Linked DNA regions of Mus musculus: all the other regions are linked to region 1. The links are chromatin contacts, called in public HiChIP or PLAC-seq and promoter capture Hi-C maps. All regions are on one chromosome and are shown on one strand. Each heading gives the region's core, a stretch centred on a gene start, on an enhancer-like site or on the middle of the called end of the contact. The rest is flanking DNA. Distances are from core to core; before and after follow the strand shown. Region 1 holds the start of Lingo4 (leucine rich repeat and Ig domain containing 4). Region 2 holds the start of S100a10 (S100 calcium binding protein A10 (calpactin)). Region 3 holds the start of B230398E01Rik (a long non-coding RNA gene).

What was found. Promoter capture Hi-C pulls out the DNA fragments that hold promoters and counts their contacts. HiChIP or PLAC-seq counts read pairs in DNA pulled down with a chosen protein or histone mark.
Region 2: an H3K4me3 HiChIP or PLAC-seq map of bone marrow-derived macrophages shows a contact between it and region 1, with 7 times the contacts expected there. The contact joins the promoter of S100a10 here to the promoter of Lingo4 in region 1. A contact is called at or near these places in 4 of 39 promoter capture datasets (cranial neural crest, maxillary cranial neural crest, pre-B cells and 1 more) and 1 of 115 datasets of contacts at active chromatin or transcription factors (bone marrow-derived macrophages).
Region 3: a promoter capture Hi-C map of hippocampal neurons shows a contact between it and region 1, with 2.2 times the contacts expected there. The contact joins the promoter of B230398E01Rik here to the promoter of Lingo4 in region 1. A contact is called at or near these places in 10 of 39 promoter capture datasets (the 3T3-L1 cell line, cranial neural crest, frontonasal cranial neural crest and 6 more) and 1 of 484 Hi-C or Micro-C datasets (embryonic stem cells).

Annotation. Positions count from the first base shown.
Region 1 is chr3:94,397,759-94,400,550 of GRCm38.p6, forward strand. It overlaps Lingo4 (leucine rich repeat and Ig domain containing 4), which reads left to right and starts at 1,461. Exons shown (of 2, transcript NM_177250.2): 1 at 1,461-1,723. The coding sequence starts at 1,659. Rorc (RAR-related orphan receptor gamma) reads left to right here. Exons shown (of 11, transcript NM_011281.3): 11 at 1-518.
Region 2 is chr3:93,553,671-93,556,462 of GRCm38.p6, forward strand. It overlaps S100a10 (S100 calcium binding protein A10 (calpactin)), which reads left to right and starts at 1,447. Exons shown (of 3, transcript NM_009112.2): 1 at 1,447-1,541.
Region 3 is chr3:94,986,996-94,989,787 of GRCm38.p6, forward strand. It overlaps B230398E01Rik (a long non-coding RNA gene), which reads right to left and starts at 1,462. Exons shown (of 4, transcript XR_003954666.1): 1 at 1-1,462. The region is part of intron 2 of Pi4kb (phosphatidylinositol 4-kinase beta); the gene reads left to right.

The sequences.
Region 1 (2,792 bases), core at 211-2,710:
GGACATGGATCTAGCTCAGAGACTGGTGGCAAGCCCCCAGAAGGACCTGTATATAATAAGAATATAGATTCCTGAGACTTTTCTGCCTTTCTTCTTCCTAGTTAAGAAATGTTGTTGACCCCCTCTGCCTGTTTTCTGGGACCTAAAATGCCTGGATGTGTAAAGAATGAGGGTGGGGTGGAGATAAGGTCCCAAGATAACTGTTTTATGGGGTTTGGGTATGAAGAAAAACATCACTGGAAAAATTAGAATGGAAACCTCTTTGCACACTTTAAAAGTGTCAGATTCGTTAGCAGTCTAATCAGAGACACACATCCACACAGGTGGAGCACACAGAGGCTCTGCCCCCAGTGACACCATTCTGTAGACTTTCCCTCTGGCACACAATCTCTTCCTTGAGGTTGCAGCTCTGAGAAGCCTGAGGTTCTAATTCATACAGGACACCAGAATTCATCCCAGCTCCAGCTGTCCTCTGTCCCTAAGAGAAGCAGAGGACCGGATACTAACCAGCCGGAAAACCCAAGGACCAGCACCCGGGAAGATGCCCTTGACTTCAGTCTCTACGCTATGAGGAAGGAAGGCAGCGCCATCCCCTGCTCTGTACCTGTGTGCTGCTGACTCCACATGATGGAGAGACTAGGAACAGGACAGGGACCTGTTTCTCCTCCATAGTCTTGCTCAGAATTTCTCTCAGTTTTGTAAAGCTGCAGACTCTCCTAGGAGGTATAAGCAGCAGATGAGAGGGAGGGAGGTTTTTTTTTTTTTTTTTTTTTTTTTCTCTCAGAGGAAGGGTTTAGCCAAGTAAACATAAATCCCAACTTGTGCCATTCTTTATAAAACGATTTCAAAGGCTGGAAGTGTATCGTGCCTGCGTGCTTGTACAAGGGTGCAGGGCACACATGTCGGGTGTTGGGAGACTTGAATGTGACTGCCTAGGATACATGCTTGCCCTGCAGTTTTGTTTCTGTGTCAAGCCAGCAATTTATCTGTTTTATAAGAATTTTAGCACACACACATACACACACACACCGCCCAAGATTCTCCCTCAGCTAAGCAATCCACCAGGGAGACTGGTGCTCAGATACCTGACACAAGAGAAATGGCAAGCTAAACTGAAGGAAGGTATTCTAGACTAAGAACTTCCAACAAATGATACCCACAGGCCCGTTTAGATTTAGAAATTGCACAGAATTGCCCTGCATCTAAAAGACTAGAGGCTGTGGAAGCGGTGTCCCGGGAGCTCTCTAGCTCCCCAGGAGGAACCAGGATGTCAAAACTCTCTCAAGCTTCCCAGGCTGTCTCCGTAGCAGACCCTGCCCCAGCCCTGGGTCCCCTCTTCAGTTCCTCCCCCGATTCGATTCGTCATCCCGTAGTGGCGCTTGCTGCAGCCCTCCCTGGTTGCTTTATTTATTTATTTTGCACCAACAGGGTTGCTGCAGACTCATTCTGGTTTAAAAAGAGAGAAGAGGAGGGAAAAAAAAAAAAAAAGAAAAAAATGCTTCCTGGCTCTTTTCTCTCCTTTGGTCTTGGCAGCGCGACCGCAGTAGCGGCGGCAGCAACAGCAGTCTTGCCAGCCGGCTGATGCGGCAGGCTGCCGGGCAGTGGGGAGTGGGGACTCAGACACACGGGGAAGGTGGAGAGGCCAAGGTGCAGCTCGGATGGGACAGGCCCCAGCCCTGGAGAGATGCAGCGCCCAACTTGATGCCACCCCCCAGCTTCTCCGGTAAGTGCCCCTGCCCCTCTGTGGGCACGTCTCAGCTGCCCTTTCCCATGGCATTCTCAAAGACAAGGCCATGTTAAATAGCCTACAGGAAAGAGAGCTTCCCCTCTACCCTAGCTGACCATTCATCCTGTGATTGGAAAACTAAAATGTCCCAGGTACCCCTGGTAGGGAGAGTCCAAGGAGCCCCCCCCCCCGCTTTTTTTAGCCTCTAAAAAGCTGCCCTCCTAATCTGTGTGGATACTCCAAAAATCTCTCTCCTAAGTGCCCCTTCACCATGCAGGTCCCCATGCCTCAATCTGGCATGCTTTAAAGTGGATATGTGCTCGAATGAATCTGTGGCTGCCACATAGACAAGAAAGCTCCATCTCCCTGAGGGGGCAGTGCCCCAGACTCTAGACCCCAGGGGAAGAGAAAGAGTTTTGTAACATCCATCCATCTCTTCTTGCAAAGTGACCAGAGACCAGTCCTGTAGTCATAGAGGATAACAAAGGAAGACTGATTAAATTGGCCACCTTATAAATAAAAGATGTTGACCCTAAGTCCCCCAGCCACTGGGCTAGCAGGCTTTGGGGACAAAGAGAAAACTCATGTAAGCAGGAGAAAGGGCGCTGGCACACACGCCTCACTGCACTTTTGCTGAATGCAGAGCGAAGTGATGAACAGGAAGTGCAGCAACAGTGATGAAGGGCTAGCTGTCAGGTGGACAGGAGAGGCTGGGAACTCTTAGTACCACACAGATGCCCATTAGGCCCTGAAAGGGGGAGGAGAGAGACAGCTGCTGCTGCCCCTTGCTACTCTTTCCCCTCCCCAAGTGATCCCACAACAGTGTCCTGTATCCCTTCTGCTCTTTCCTCTGCGTCCATACTGAGGACTGAACTTGGTATCTTTCTTTAGTTTCCCAACTGCGTTATCCTCTGAAGTGGCTGGAGGAGAGTCTCCAGAATGATTCTCCTGGAGTGTAGGAAGGAAAGGAGAGCTGCAGCTCCTCCTGTATTCTACATGCGAGAAAATAGGACACACAGCAGAAAGCTAACGCCACAGAGCCCAGAAAACCTGAAGCCTCAAAGTC
Region 2 (2,792 bases), core at 197-2,696, 840 kb before region 1:
AATAGATTTTCAGATTAAAGAATCACAATGATTAATTGTTGAGTTCTTATCAAATGTTGCTTCCTCTGTGAATCAGACTGTTGCCCCACTATGGGGCCTTAGAAGCCCCTGTCCAACATTCTTGTACTGCTCATCAACCATAGGGAATTGTTTACAATATCTTCAGAAACCTCGGCGCTCTTTGAAAGAAGAAACTGATTCCCCATCTCTGAATCAACAGGCTCTAGCACAAACTAAACATTCTAAGGCTCATGCCCCAGAAAACCAGTGAGTAGGAGTATTCTAAATTCGATCACATTTTCCCTGAGATTTCCTCCACAGCTGCGACGACCTGGGGAGGCCTGTGGGAAGATTTGGAAGGAAAAACTGCTTTTGAAGAGCCAGAACTGAGGTTTCAGAGACCCTGGAGAAAACAGAGCTGATCCAAGTTGGATTTTCCTGACCTCTGCCGAGACTGTCACGTGGTGGCGCATAGAGAATTCCCTAATTCTGTTTATCCCTTTGGAATCTCTCATCCTTTCTAGGACTTCCCCTGGGAACAGGGGAAACCCCAGTGCTAGGGACTGGGCTGTGTCACCAATAACTGCATTTAATCCCAAACCACAAATAATGTTAAGTATCAGGGAAGGGTGTGGTTGTCAGTTAGGATACACTTCAGTCGTCTCTAAATATCTTCCAGAAGTTTCTTCCAAAGAGCTTTTTAGAGCCAAGTAGAGTCAAGAAGGGGGCTCCGAAACAGATCTTAGTAATATTGGCCACAGCTGAAACTATCGACCAAGCAAAATCACAAACTGTACCAGGAAAGGTGAACCCTGTAACAAAGAAGCTCCTGAAGCTGACAAGCACTAGGACACGCCCTGATCCTCACCACTCAGTGGTGGCAAGGCTAGGCTGAAGCCCAGGGGCCTTGCTTCTGCACTCAACACAGGCGACCCCAAGACCAGGTCCTAGAGCAAGCTAGGTGTAGAAGCGTTCCTCCTGCTTATCTAGGAAATTATTCCTAACCCTGCAGGTTCTCGCAGAGGCTCTTGGCTCTGGTTCTGGCCATTGTGCCTCCCGAGACGGCTGGATTCTTATTTCTACACTCACCCACTTTCTAAAATCAAACCTGAGAGGAAGGGCACGGCCCTGGATGAGAATGCCCTGAAATACTAAGAGCATTCTTCCGCAGGGACGTTTACAATAGGGCTGTCCCTGGGGACGGGCAAAGTTAGTCTGTTGGCAGAGTGGGAAGGGTGTGTGTGTGCGTGTGTGTTGCCTTGTGTTTTGGAGAGAGAAGGAGAGAGAGAGAGAGAGAGAGAGAGAGAGAGAGAGAGAGAGAGAGAGAGAGAGAGAGAGAGAGAGAGCGCTGGTGGGGCGGGGTGGGGGGCAGGAAGGGAGGGATGGGTGGGGAGGGCAGATGCCTGCCCTCCAGGCTCCTCCCGCTCCGGGGCGCCTCCGCCCTCTGTACCCGCCTCGCGTACAAAGACGCGCGGTCTTCGGCACTAGCCTCATCGTGGTGTGCCCAGCTCTTCCAAGGACTGCTGCGCTTCGGGGCCCAGGTGAGTCCCGCACCTAATATCTGCCCTCTGGGAACCCCACACCCGCTTGCTTCGGCCTCCAGCCAGGCTTCGCGAGGAGCCGCGCCCCGCGAGCCTGGGTGGGGCCACCCCTCCAGCTCGCACACTGCTTCGGATGCCCCCAGACTCGCTGGGGCGGAGGCCAGTCTTGTCTGGAGCTACCCCATCCTGGCGTTGGAGCCGCTGTTCTGTTCTCCTTTTCGGCATGTGGTTCTTCATTCTCATCTTTTCTACTTTGCAACTAGTCTTAGAGTTAACTGGAGTTTAGCAGAACCTGCTTGCGCTCTGTCCTAGTTGGCAGTTCCATGAAGCTTCAGGCTACAGGCAGAGCTCAGGCTGTTTGAGCCGCTTTGGCCAGGGAGGACTGGAGGCTTGGCAGCTGGAGGATTCCCTTTCTGAAGGACCCTGCTCTGCTTGTTGCCTTAGCCTCAGTGCAAATTCCAGGTTGCTTCGGAAGGATCTTTAAAGTAGGACTTTCTGTCTCTCTACCAAGTGTTCCTCTAGCTACTCGGATTAAATAAAGGGAACCAGAGAGAGATGGAACGAGAGAGCAGGCTTGGTGAAGAATCTTCAGTCTGGGATTAATTTTCATGTGGTGCAGTGAGAGGGACGTACCTGCTTCACGGCCTGAGCTTGGCAACAGGAATGACTGACCTCTTTCCTAGCCCTGCCTGGGAGGACTCTGGAGAAATTGCTGAGTGGGTGGCAAGCAAAACAGAAATGTGACAGACCAGCAGAGCCCGGATCCACATTCTGAAATCCACAGGACCCACCTCCCTCATTTTCCTACCCCCACCCCCCACCCCAGGAAAGCCAGACACATTCTGCAGGGTGGGGCTAGCACAAAGGGTTCCTGGATTCTCCTAGTGATCTGTGGCCTGTGACTCAGCTGTGAGACCTTGGGTGTGGCCTAGCTGGTTGCTGATTCTCTGTGGATGGTTTGAACAGATCGCTCCCTGAAGGAAAAGAGGAACTGTGCCATCTTCCAGGGCATTTTCCAAGAGGAAATGAGTCACAACTAACTGGCCACCAACCTGCAGGAGGGGTTTCTTGTCTGAGCTGCCTGGAAGGGCAGTAATTAGACTGGCAGAACCATTCCAAGTCTGTCTCTCTCCCCCCCGCCCCCCCCATTCCCCAAGCTTCAGTTTCAGCTTCCAGGAGTGGATTTTTGCATGTTATACTTCAAATTAGGTAGAAACTCTCTGTCAGAGAGCTTGCCTTCGGTGTGTTTCA
Region 3 (2,792 bases), core at 212-2,711, 590 kb after region 1:
GAGGTACCAAGGGAAATGGTTTCCCTTTCTTCCTCCATTATATGAAACATTCACTAAACAACTAGCTGTTTCCCTGTACAGTGTGCAAAAGGATGGAGGATAAAATACTGTTCTTGGACTAGGAACTGATAAAGTTTAACAAAGCTCTAGCTCCAATATAAGGATCTAGTTAGTGTATATCTTGATTAAAAAGTTTACGGAAGCATTAAGTATGCACGTGCCTTACTAAAATGAACTACACATTTTTCTAAAGCCCAGGCAAGACATTGTATAGGAGAATTCCTGGGTGTGCCCTGACACTGGCTCCCAGTCTTGGTTGTCCTTGCGGGTTCTGGTTAATCCCGTGTTCCTCCCACTATGGAGGAGCTCCAGAAGAGTGAAATGGGGGCTCCGGGAGAGAAGAGGCCCAGGGCTACTTTCTTCCTGGAGTCTCCATACAAAACTCTTCTTCATTGGCCAGATCTCACAGAAGTTTCCATGTTCTTATGAGGATTCCTTTATGTTCCCTACAGACTCACATACACCCCCCCCAAAAAAGCAGTTCTTAGCCTCAATTTTCCTTCCTATTTGTAGCCAAATGATAAATATTTTGCCATAGAGTTGGCAAGGTGGCACAAGAATCAGAGAGTGATTTAGGAACCAACCCTTAATCACACCCTCCCCTACATAATGACACTTCAAAGAGATTAGCTTTGTCTTTTCAGGACTGTAACCTTTGTACAGAGGCATCTGCTGCATGTCACACTGGAAGCCTTTCCAGCCTGATAAGGGTGTGATGTCAGCTCCTGGCTTCAGCTTCACTCCCTGAAGCTGACTCAGTACAAGTGACTCAGGCCCAGGGAGTAGGAGGAGAACAGATCATGAGACCCTACTGTCTGCCATGGACATTAATGAGCCCACTGGGGCCTGTCTGGGAGAGGATCAGCTAGGCCAATTTTCTGCCTTTTTTCTTCTGCAACTAGCATAAGTATAGAAGTTGGACCAGCAGATTATAACAGATTCTGACATCTTCACTGCCTCTTTCCTTCCCACTTCTACCCAAAGTAGAAGAGTTGTAGCCTTAGCAGGGTGTTTCCAAGTGTGACTACACCCTGCAAATGATCTTCTGCCTAAATTCTTGAGGAAAACCCAAATGTAGTGCCTCTATCAAGAACTTCAGTCATAGAATTGAATTAAGCAGAGGCTTGAAATGCTAGCTATAGAACAGAGTGCAATGGCCACTGCCTTCTTGCTCTAGGAATTCTCAAGACTTTCCTTTAGTCCAGACCCCCCTCTCTTGCTCCTGTTCCTGCTGCCTGCCCAGGTAGGATATAGTGTATAGAATCCAGGATGGATGGCCCAGTCCATGAGTGCTATTCCACGATTACTGAAGGAGCTGTCCCTCACTTTGTTCCCAGATACCAGCTAGCACAGGGGAGGGATGTTGTTTATTTTGTAATTTTTTATTTGTTTTCTAAGAAAGACTCAGTATGTAGCCTGGGCTAGCCTTGAGCTCTTGATCCGCCTGCCTCAGCCTTGTAAGTACTGAGGTTACAAGCATGTGTTACTGCCCTCAGCTGAGGTGATATTTAGATTATTGGGATCTAAACTTTGGGCTGGAATCAAGATTGCCACCGCCCTTCTAATTAGCTTTCTCAGGTGGATTTAGTTAGGATCTAATTGTCCAACATACATCAAAAAATACAATATATTTAGTGTCATGTGCAGTAGCCTGATAGTAAGCCTAAGAAGGTTTGGAAGAGATAAGACTGCATTTTTTGAGCATCCAGCCCACAGCTTTCAGGTTCATGGGTTTGGGATGCCCTTTGTCACACAGGTTCAAGGTTGGGATTAGGCTTCCTAGGGTGATCGCAGGGCTGACTGAGAGGAGTTTAGCTCTTCCTGAGATTACCAAGAAGCTACAAGAACATCGACTTTGTACCACAAGGGTCTTGCAGTTTTTGGTTGTCCCCTTGAGGACAGGGTTGGTTGAAGGCATGTGAGTGAGTGGTATGAAAGAAGTGAGCCTCTAGGATTTTGATCTAAAAGGAAGATTTGTTCAGGTAAGAACAGGAGATAAAACAGAAAACAGAAGGTGCCTTGGCCTTCAGCTTTTGATCTCAAGGTCTGAGCTGGCCTTCCAACATCCCACAGATGTCTAGACTCTGGGCAACTGGCAGTTTCAGGCTGACTGTCTTTCACTAAAGCAGATATAGCTGCACAAGAGAAGCAGTTATGAACCAAGTTGGAGCTAAATTCTTTGCCTTTGTCTCTTTCCCTCCCCCCAACCCCACCCTTTCTTCCCCTTGCCCTCTGGCCCTTTCCCAGGAGCTCTCCTCCAGCACCGAGAGTATTGATAATTCATTCAGTTCCGTAAGTGGGGCCAGGCTGGGACTGGGTGGCAGGCTCCACACGTGGCCGCATTTCCTCTCCGTCCCATGTCTTCTAAGACCAATGAAGACCCCTTTGACTCCCAGAGATTCGTATCTCCCTGCCAGGCTTTCAGACCTGGCGGCATTCCCTCTGAGCTTTAGTGCCCTGACAGGCTCAGCTGATCCTTTGCTCACAGACGGCAGCTGGAATGTTGTGCTGCTTAGTCCTAGCCCCTCGGTCTCTGGAGCAAACAGCTGGGAGAGGTAGAATTTACTCCTGGATTAGAGCCAAGGACTGCTTGGCAGAAACCTCCAGTATCCCATTTCTCCCACCAAGAACCCTTTCCTTATGGCTTCTGCCATCAGCCCATCAAATATTTATTCAGTTTTCTAAATGTTAGACCCTGTGCTGGCTGAGCCAACTCCAAAAACAAACAGGAA